2 separate regions of the Strix aluco genome follow, and region 1 is linked to region 2. Evidence: chromatin contacts called from public Hi-C data. All regions are on one chromosome and are shown on one strand. Each heading gives the region's core, a stretch centred on a gene start, on an enhancer-like site or on the middle of the called end of the contact. The rest is flanking DNA. Distances are from core to core; before and after follow the strand shown.

Region 1 (3,388 bases), core at 363-2,862, 180 kb before region 2:
GCCGCGGGGCACCCTGGGTATGCAAATCAGCCCGCTGCTAATGACGCTCCTGCTGATGAGCCGGGCGGGGCGCGGAGGGGCCCCGGGGCCGCTCCCTGCGCCCCCCGCCCGGGCAGCGCCTGTGGCTCCCCGGCCCGGGGCCAGCCCAGGCGGCCCCTGAGCGCCGCACGGCCGCTCGCTCGCTCCCTTCCCGGGGGAAGAGCGGGAAGAGGAACAGGGAGAAACTCCATACAAATACAACGAAAATTACGTTACGTATTACAACGAAATAATAGTAACTTTGCAAAATTGTAAGGAAAAGGGACAGAAAGTTACGGAGGAAAATAAAACCCGAGACAGACAAGTGAGGCACCTCATCGCCCTCCACAACTCCCTGAACGGAGGGTGCAGAGAGCTGGGGATGAGCCTCTGGAACCAAGGAACGAGCCACAGGACAAGAGGGAACGGCCTCACGCTGCGCCAGGGCAGGTTTAGACTGGATGTCAGGAAGTATTTCTTTGCAGAACGGGTTGTTGGGCGTTGGAATGGGCTGCCCAGGGAGGTGGTGGAGTCCCCATCCCTGGAGGGGTTGAAGAGTCGGGCTGACCCAGCGCTGAGGGGTCCGGTGGAGTTGGGAACGGTCAGGGTGAGGTTCACGGTTGGACTGGAGGAGCTTCACGGTCTTTTCCAACCGAGATGATTCCCGGATTCTATGAAACCACTCGCCCCCCGGCCGGCGCCCAGTCCCGCCCCGAGCAGCGGCCCCCCCCGCCAACCCCCGCGTTCGTGCCGCCGAGCACAACGGCCCGGGGCTCGGGAATCCCCGGGGCAGCCGGCCGGGCCTGGTGCTCTCGGTAGAGACCCGCAGCCGAGCCCCTGGGCCCGGACTCAGCGAACGCGCTCTCATCTAAAACTGAGCCTAGCGCAGCCGCGGGGAGACGGAAACTCGACCGCCCCGCTATGGCGACTACATCCCTACCCATCGCTCTACTTTTAACCAGAAATGGGCAGCTCCACCGAAATGGAGCCTCAAAAAATTTCTCGACACTCGTGCTTGTTCCTCTCCACGGAAATCTTTAGTAAAAGGCGAAAGATTTATACGATCTGAAGAGAAACCGGAGTATGACACAGCTCTCCTCCGCGCACCTACCGACCCCCGGCTGTCGCTCTGTAGTACACGGCGACCCCCGCCACCACCCTACACCCCGCCCCTCGACTCCCCCGTTGTTCTAACCCTCTTCTCCGGACCCGGCCGCGCGTCCGAACCCCCCGGCCCCGCGGGAGCGGCGGAATCTGCTGCCGGGACGGCGCTGCGCCGCGCCGCGGTGCACCCTGGGTATACAAATCAGCAGCAATACTAATGAGCCCTATGCTAATGAGGCTCCCGCCGCGCCCATCACGGCCGTACCCCGGTGGGCGGGGCGCGGGGGCTGCTCCGCCGCGGGATGCCGGGCTCCGGGCCCTGCCTGGCGGCGTTGGCGAGGTGACCCGCGGGGCAGGAAGGACGGGCCTGCGACCGGCCGCCCCCCGACAGCGCTCCCCTCCCTCCTGGGCTGGAGCCCGGGCCCGCCGCTGCCCCGACACACGCTGAGGCTCGGCCGCGGGGGGCCCCCGCCATCACCCGCCGCCTCCCCCCGGGCCGCCGCGTCGCTAGGCAACGGCACGCGCCCGGCGCTGGCGGCGCGGTGACGTCACTACCTCGCGAGAGCTCGCCCCTCCAAACCGCCCCGTGAGGCTCCGCCCATTCCTCTTTGCGCCAGTGCTGCACCATGGGTGAGTGGGGCCGCGCTGGGCCTAGCCGCCATCCGCCGTCATCCGCCGCCCTCCGCTCGCCGCGCCGCCGCTGCCCCTCACCGGGTGACGGCGGCGGGTGCCGTCTGCCTGCACTGCCCGCCACTGCGGGCGGCCACGACGGTGCCGAGTTGCTGGCGGCGGGGAGGGTGCCCAGGCCCAACATGGCGGCGGGCGAGGGCTGAGGGGGGGAGGCGGGATGCGGACGGCCTGGCCTCACGTTGCCTTGGTGCAGCCCCCGAGCGCTGGCCTGGCTCTCGTGGCGGTGGGGCCGTAGTGCTCGGGGGGCTGCGGAGGTAGCTTTTCCCGCTATGAATCCTGCGGACGAGGTGGGACGGCTTTCGCAGCAGACCCAGCAGGAAGGGTGGGGGGAGTCCTTGTACCTAGCGCGTTGGCGGGGGGTTGTGGAGGAAGCAGGAGATGGGGTGCCCAGCAGGCTGGGTAGGAGAAGGGGGTTTGTGTTGGGGTGTCTCTCGGGGGCCCAGCAGCCTGCCAGACCCGGAGGATAATGTAGGGTGTTTCCCGTGGGGTGCCCAGCAGCTTGGGATGGGGCGCTAACCATGGGGTGCCCAGCATGCCAGCTAAGTTGGGAGGCCACCTCCCAGGGGGGACAACCCTTGGATGGGATGGAGGGACTCTGTGTGCTTTGTACAGCCCTGCTGGGAGGGAGGGAGCAGGTCCAGGCGGGTCTGAGTCTCAATGATGAAGCTTCTCTGACTGCTGCATAAGGCTGAGTGCACTGTGCGGATACCAACCTTGGAGAGCTGAGGACTCAGAACTGTGCCCTGCCACGGCCAGGTGGGCTCTGCCGTCCTCTGACCAGGCTGCTCTCTGCTCAGGTATCTCCAGGGACAACTGGCATAAGCGTCGCAAGACTGGGGGCAAGAGGAAGCCCTACCACAAGAAGAGGAAGTATGAGTTGGGGCGACCTCCTGCTAATACTAAGGTGGGTGGTTTGGGGAAGGCAGTCGGTAGTTGTGTTGGGTTGCTGGTCATGTGTTTTAGAGGTTTAAACGTGCTGTGTTTTGTGAGCAGTTAAGTCTCTGGCTTATAAAGGTGGTATTTCCCTCTGTCTGCAGAAAGCAGCAATACATTTCTGAAACAAGAGGCAATTGGAATGATGAAATTTTTACCTTAGGTAGATGCAACAGACCGTTTTGGTCACTCACCGTATCTGCCGATGCTGGGGTTTGTCATAGTTACACTGACCACATTGCCTTTGAGCTTAGGAGTTAGCTGGGCTCCTGCGTGAGCTGTGCAGCATTCCAGCACCAACAACACGCTGGTGTTTGTTTCTGACTGTAGATTGGCCCACGCCGAATTCATACAGTGAGAGTTCGTGGTGGAAATAAGAAATACCGTGCCCTTCGGTTGGATGTCGGCAACTTCTCCTGGGGATCGGAATGTAAGTACATCGTATGCCTGATGTGTTGGAAGGGAGAAGTCTTTTACAGCCGTGCTGGTCCCCAGTACTGTTGCAGGGTAGAGGGATGATGGTGGACTTGTAGGCTGGGTTGGAGCACTGTGGAGCTTGCAGCACTGGGTCTGAAGCAGCATGCAGAGTGATGAGAACTTTGACCTTACGTGGCCTTAGGAGACTTGGATGTCTGCTAAGTTC
Region 2 (3,390 bases), core at 738-3,237:
GATGAAGCACTTGCAATTAGGATAAAAAGGACTCAGTGAATCAGCCTACTTACTAACTTAAGCAAGTATGAGGAAATAAAGCCTCATGAATACAAATTATGATCCAGGGAGAGAATTCATGCCACTGGAGTATTAACGCAGAAATGCACAGCTTGGTCAGGCAGCAGAAGCAAGAGAGGAGCAGGAAGGGGGCACCTTGCTTACTGAAGCTGCATATACAACCCTGAACATCCAAATTCTCATAGGGGAGAATAAGCTGAAGAGCTATGTGTGAGAAAGGAGGAAGATCTGACCATAACACCACCTACTAGTGGTCAAGAGCATCAAGTAGAAATGGTTATTTCTGAATAATTAGAGCCACACAAAGCACAATATTGGTTACAGAGATTTTAGCTACCCAGATATCCACATCACAGTATAAAAGTATGATCCCAGCAAAAAAGAGACAGGAGAACAGTCAAAGAAAGCCGACATTTAGAAAGCAGATTTCAACAAACAACAGGCAAAAACCAATTCCAAGGGAAAAAAGTGCTTATGGATTTCTGAATGAAACAAAATGAAGGCAGAGTCTTAAGTTTACTCTTTATTCTGTTCCTTCACACTGAAACAGTAAGAGGCTAATATAGATAATCATGAGCTGATCTTTACATCTTCACAGAAAGAAGAAGCAGTCAGGAGAAAAGCCACAGTGTCAGGATGGAGTACAGAATAATTGCACAGTCACACAGGAGAAGCAAAACGTTAAAGGACAAATACAAACATGAAAAAACAGAGACACAAAAGGTATCAGGAGGAAGTTTTATAAGAAGCAAGGAAAACACCACAGAAAGATTATGTCCACCACTCAAAAGGGAAAAAAAAACCCTAAACCCAGAAAATACTAAAGAACCTCACCATGTACTAAATACCATTTTAGCCCTCCTGTGAACCAAGGCCCACAGGTGAGCATTATAAGTCTGCCACTTCCCCTGCCCTGTTCTGTCCAAAACCCAGTGCCTGGCTCCACGCTGCAACAAGGACTAAATGCCTCAGACACAGCAAGTAACCCTGAACTTCAGGCCAGACTAAAACAACAAACCAAGAGATATCCCAGGAGAGCTGACACACTTCTGACACTGCTCTCACTAATGATTCAGAGAAAGAAACAAGTGAGAGACTCTGGGTTAACAACACTGGGAAAGGCATCAAAATTGGGAAAAGCATATAGATAGGAAAAGCCTTGGTGAGGGGAGAAGAGGGGGAAGAGGGCGCTGGCACAAGAGATGCAGCCTAGAGTGAAGGAAGGGATGTGACACGGTCCAACAGCATAGCTCCAGTGCAGAGAAGATATCTCCTGCTACAGCACCTGCCCCGACCAACAGGGCACCTGCGACAAGACGATTAGAACAAGAGGGGGCGACAAACGAGAGTGGGGGAGGCGACCATGGAAGCCTGAAGAGACCAGGGTAAGCATGTCACCTACACGCCCACACCAAGACACCGTCGCGCCTCACCTTCGAAGCCGGCGCGCTCCAGGAGGTTCAGCGGGTACCAGAGCAGGGGCCGGCTGCCCACCGGGAGCAGCGGCTTCGGGATGCTGGAGGTCAGGTCCGTCATACGGGAACCGCCCCCCGCCGCCATCACCACGGCCTGGAACTCCATGCTGCAGTGGGAGCACAGGGGCAGGGCCTCACTCAACCACGGCCGAACCGAGCAGACCCGAGCCGGGCCAGGCCGAGCCGGGCCGAGCTAAGACCGGATCGGTTCAACCTGGACCGACTTTAGCCACCAGCACTTCTCGGAGTCGTGCGTCGGCTCCCCGCCTCCCCCGCGACCCCACAACCCGTGCAGAGGCGCCGAGCCTCCCCCCGCCTCGCCGTTACCTCGGCTCTGGCGGCCGCCGGCTCCCAGCGCCTCACTGACAGCACAGCAATGGCGGCGCCGGCGCGCACTGCGCGTGCGCGAGGAGAGCCGAGTGGGTCGATCGCGGGCAGCGAAGGTAGAGCGCAGATAGGCTCGATCCGCCTCCTCGCCTTCCTGCGATCGGTTCTTCCCGGCCAGGTCAGCGAGAGGAACACCGAAGGCGGGATCCCAGGCTGCGGAGCGCCGAGTCCATCGATCCCTGCGGGCCGCGGGAGGGGCTCGGCGGCACAGCGCCCCCAGGCGGCCGGGGGTGGGGCTGCAGGCAGCGCGGGGTGCGGGGGGGCAGTTTTCAGGGTGCATTGGGGACCCCCAGCCCCACGGGCACGCCCTGCTCTCCACCCCACAGCACGCCGAGACGGCGCAGCCCTCAGCAGACAGTGCCCTGCTAGCCGCCCCCCCAGCTGCAGCACTGGCCACATACGCTCCAGTCCCAGCCCTCGAGAAGCATGGACACAAACAGGACCTGGGGCAGGACGGCAGGATCTCACCCTGCAATTTTATTGCATCTGGGGTCCCTGGGCAGGTGGCTCCCACGGCATGGGGTGCCTGGGGGGCCTCATTCTTCCCAGGGTTCCTTGTCAGTGTCGATGGACACGCAGTTGTACACGGCATACCGCAGCAGCTCCTCGCAGGCCTTGGCCCTGGCAGGGGGGATGCTGAGTCACGATTGTGATGGGCACCCAGAGCCTCACGCTTCCCTCCCTGCACCCACCCAGACATCCCCCAGGGCAGAACCTGGGGCCCCTGGAAGGAGACCCCAATGTCAGCCCAAGGGAGGGGGGAGCATCCCTGTCCTGCATCCCCAGCTCAACTCACGAGGAATAGTTGGGCAAGAAGAAGCTGCAGGAGCATGTGGAGGCCTGTGGCATCAGGTCCAACGCGTTCAAGCTTGGCAGAAAGGAGAGAGAGTCAGACCCCAGCATGACTCAGGACCCCAGCAGAGTGCAGGGACCTCGCGCCATGCAGGGACCCCAGCCCAGGGAGGATGGACTCACTTCGACCTTTCTGGGAAGACAGTGATCTGAACTGGGAGACGGCTCCGGCCAGTGACGAACTTGAGGAAGCGGCTGAGATCCTCTGAGGGGAAGGACAGGGCTCAGGTCTCAGGGACAGGGACAGGATCATCCCAGTCGCTGCCATCGCAGCAGGGTCTGTCTGTGCAGAACCATCCCGAGAGCATGGGGCAAAGCTAAGGGATGCTCTCAGCATCTCAGGAAAGGTCAGGCCAGACAACTTCCAGGGAAGAACAACAACTTCCAGGGAAGAACCTGGTGAGCATCCCCAGGGTGCAGGGCAGTAGGTACCCTGTCCCCTGGCCCACCCTGCTGCACATAAAGAGCAGGGAAAGTCTTAGGGTCACTCACCACTGGTGAAGTTGTTGAGTGCCTCCAAGAAGTTCTGGATACAGGTGTCATCGGAGGAAAAGTCCTCAAACGTGACTGCGACAAAGTATGTGTAATGGCTTTGTTAGAAACTCGCAGCAAAGCA

The links. Hi-C and Micro-C count contacts between places; a contact is called where the count stands out from the background.
Region 1: a Hi-C map of brain shows a contact between it and region 2, with 4 times the contacts expected there. The contact joins the promoter of RPS8 here to the promoter of EIF2B3 in region 2. A contact is called at or near these places in 2 of 2 Hi-C or Micro-C datasets (brain and heart).

The regions. Positions count from the first base shown.
Region 1 is chr8:11,690,289-11,693,676 of bStrAlu1.hap1, reverse strand. It overlaps RPS8 (ribosomal protein S8), which reads left to right and starts at 1,612. Exons shown (of 6, transcript XM_074832186.1): 1 at 1,612-1,752; 2 at 2,610-2,716; 3 at 3,076-3,175. The coding sequence starts at 1,749. LOC141926849 (small nucleolar RNA SNORD55/SNORD39) reads left to right here and starts at 2,461; the gene lies at 2,461-2,545. LOC141926844 (U5 spliceosomal RNA) reads right to left here and starts at 1,103; the gene lies at 989-1,103. LOC141926852 (small nucleolar RNA SNORD46) reads left to right here and starts at 2,881; the gene lies at 2,881-2,984.
Region 2 is chr8:11,511,373-11,514,762 of bStrAlu1.hap1, reverse strand. It overlaps EIF2B3 (eukaryotic translation initiation factor 2B subunit gamma), which reads right to left and starts at 1,987. Exons shown (of 12, transcript XM_074832179.1): 1 at 1,863-1,987; 2 at 1,494-1,642. The coding sequence starts at 1,641. LOC141926447 (E3 ubiquitin-protein ligase HECTD3-like) reads right to left here. Exons shown (of 21, transcript XM_074832178.1): 18 at 3,267-3,341; 19 at 2,898-2,979; 20 at 2,719-2,790; 21 at 2,367-2,543. The coding sequence ends at 2,459.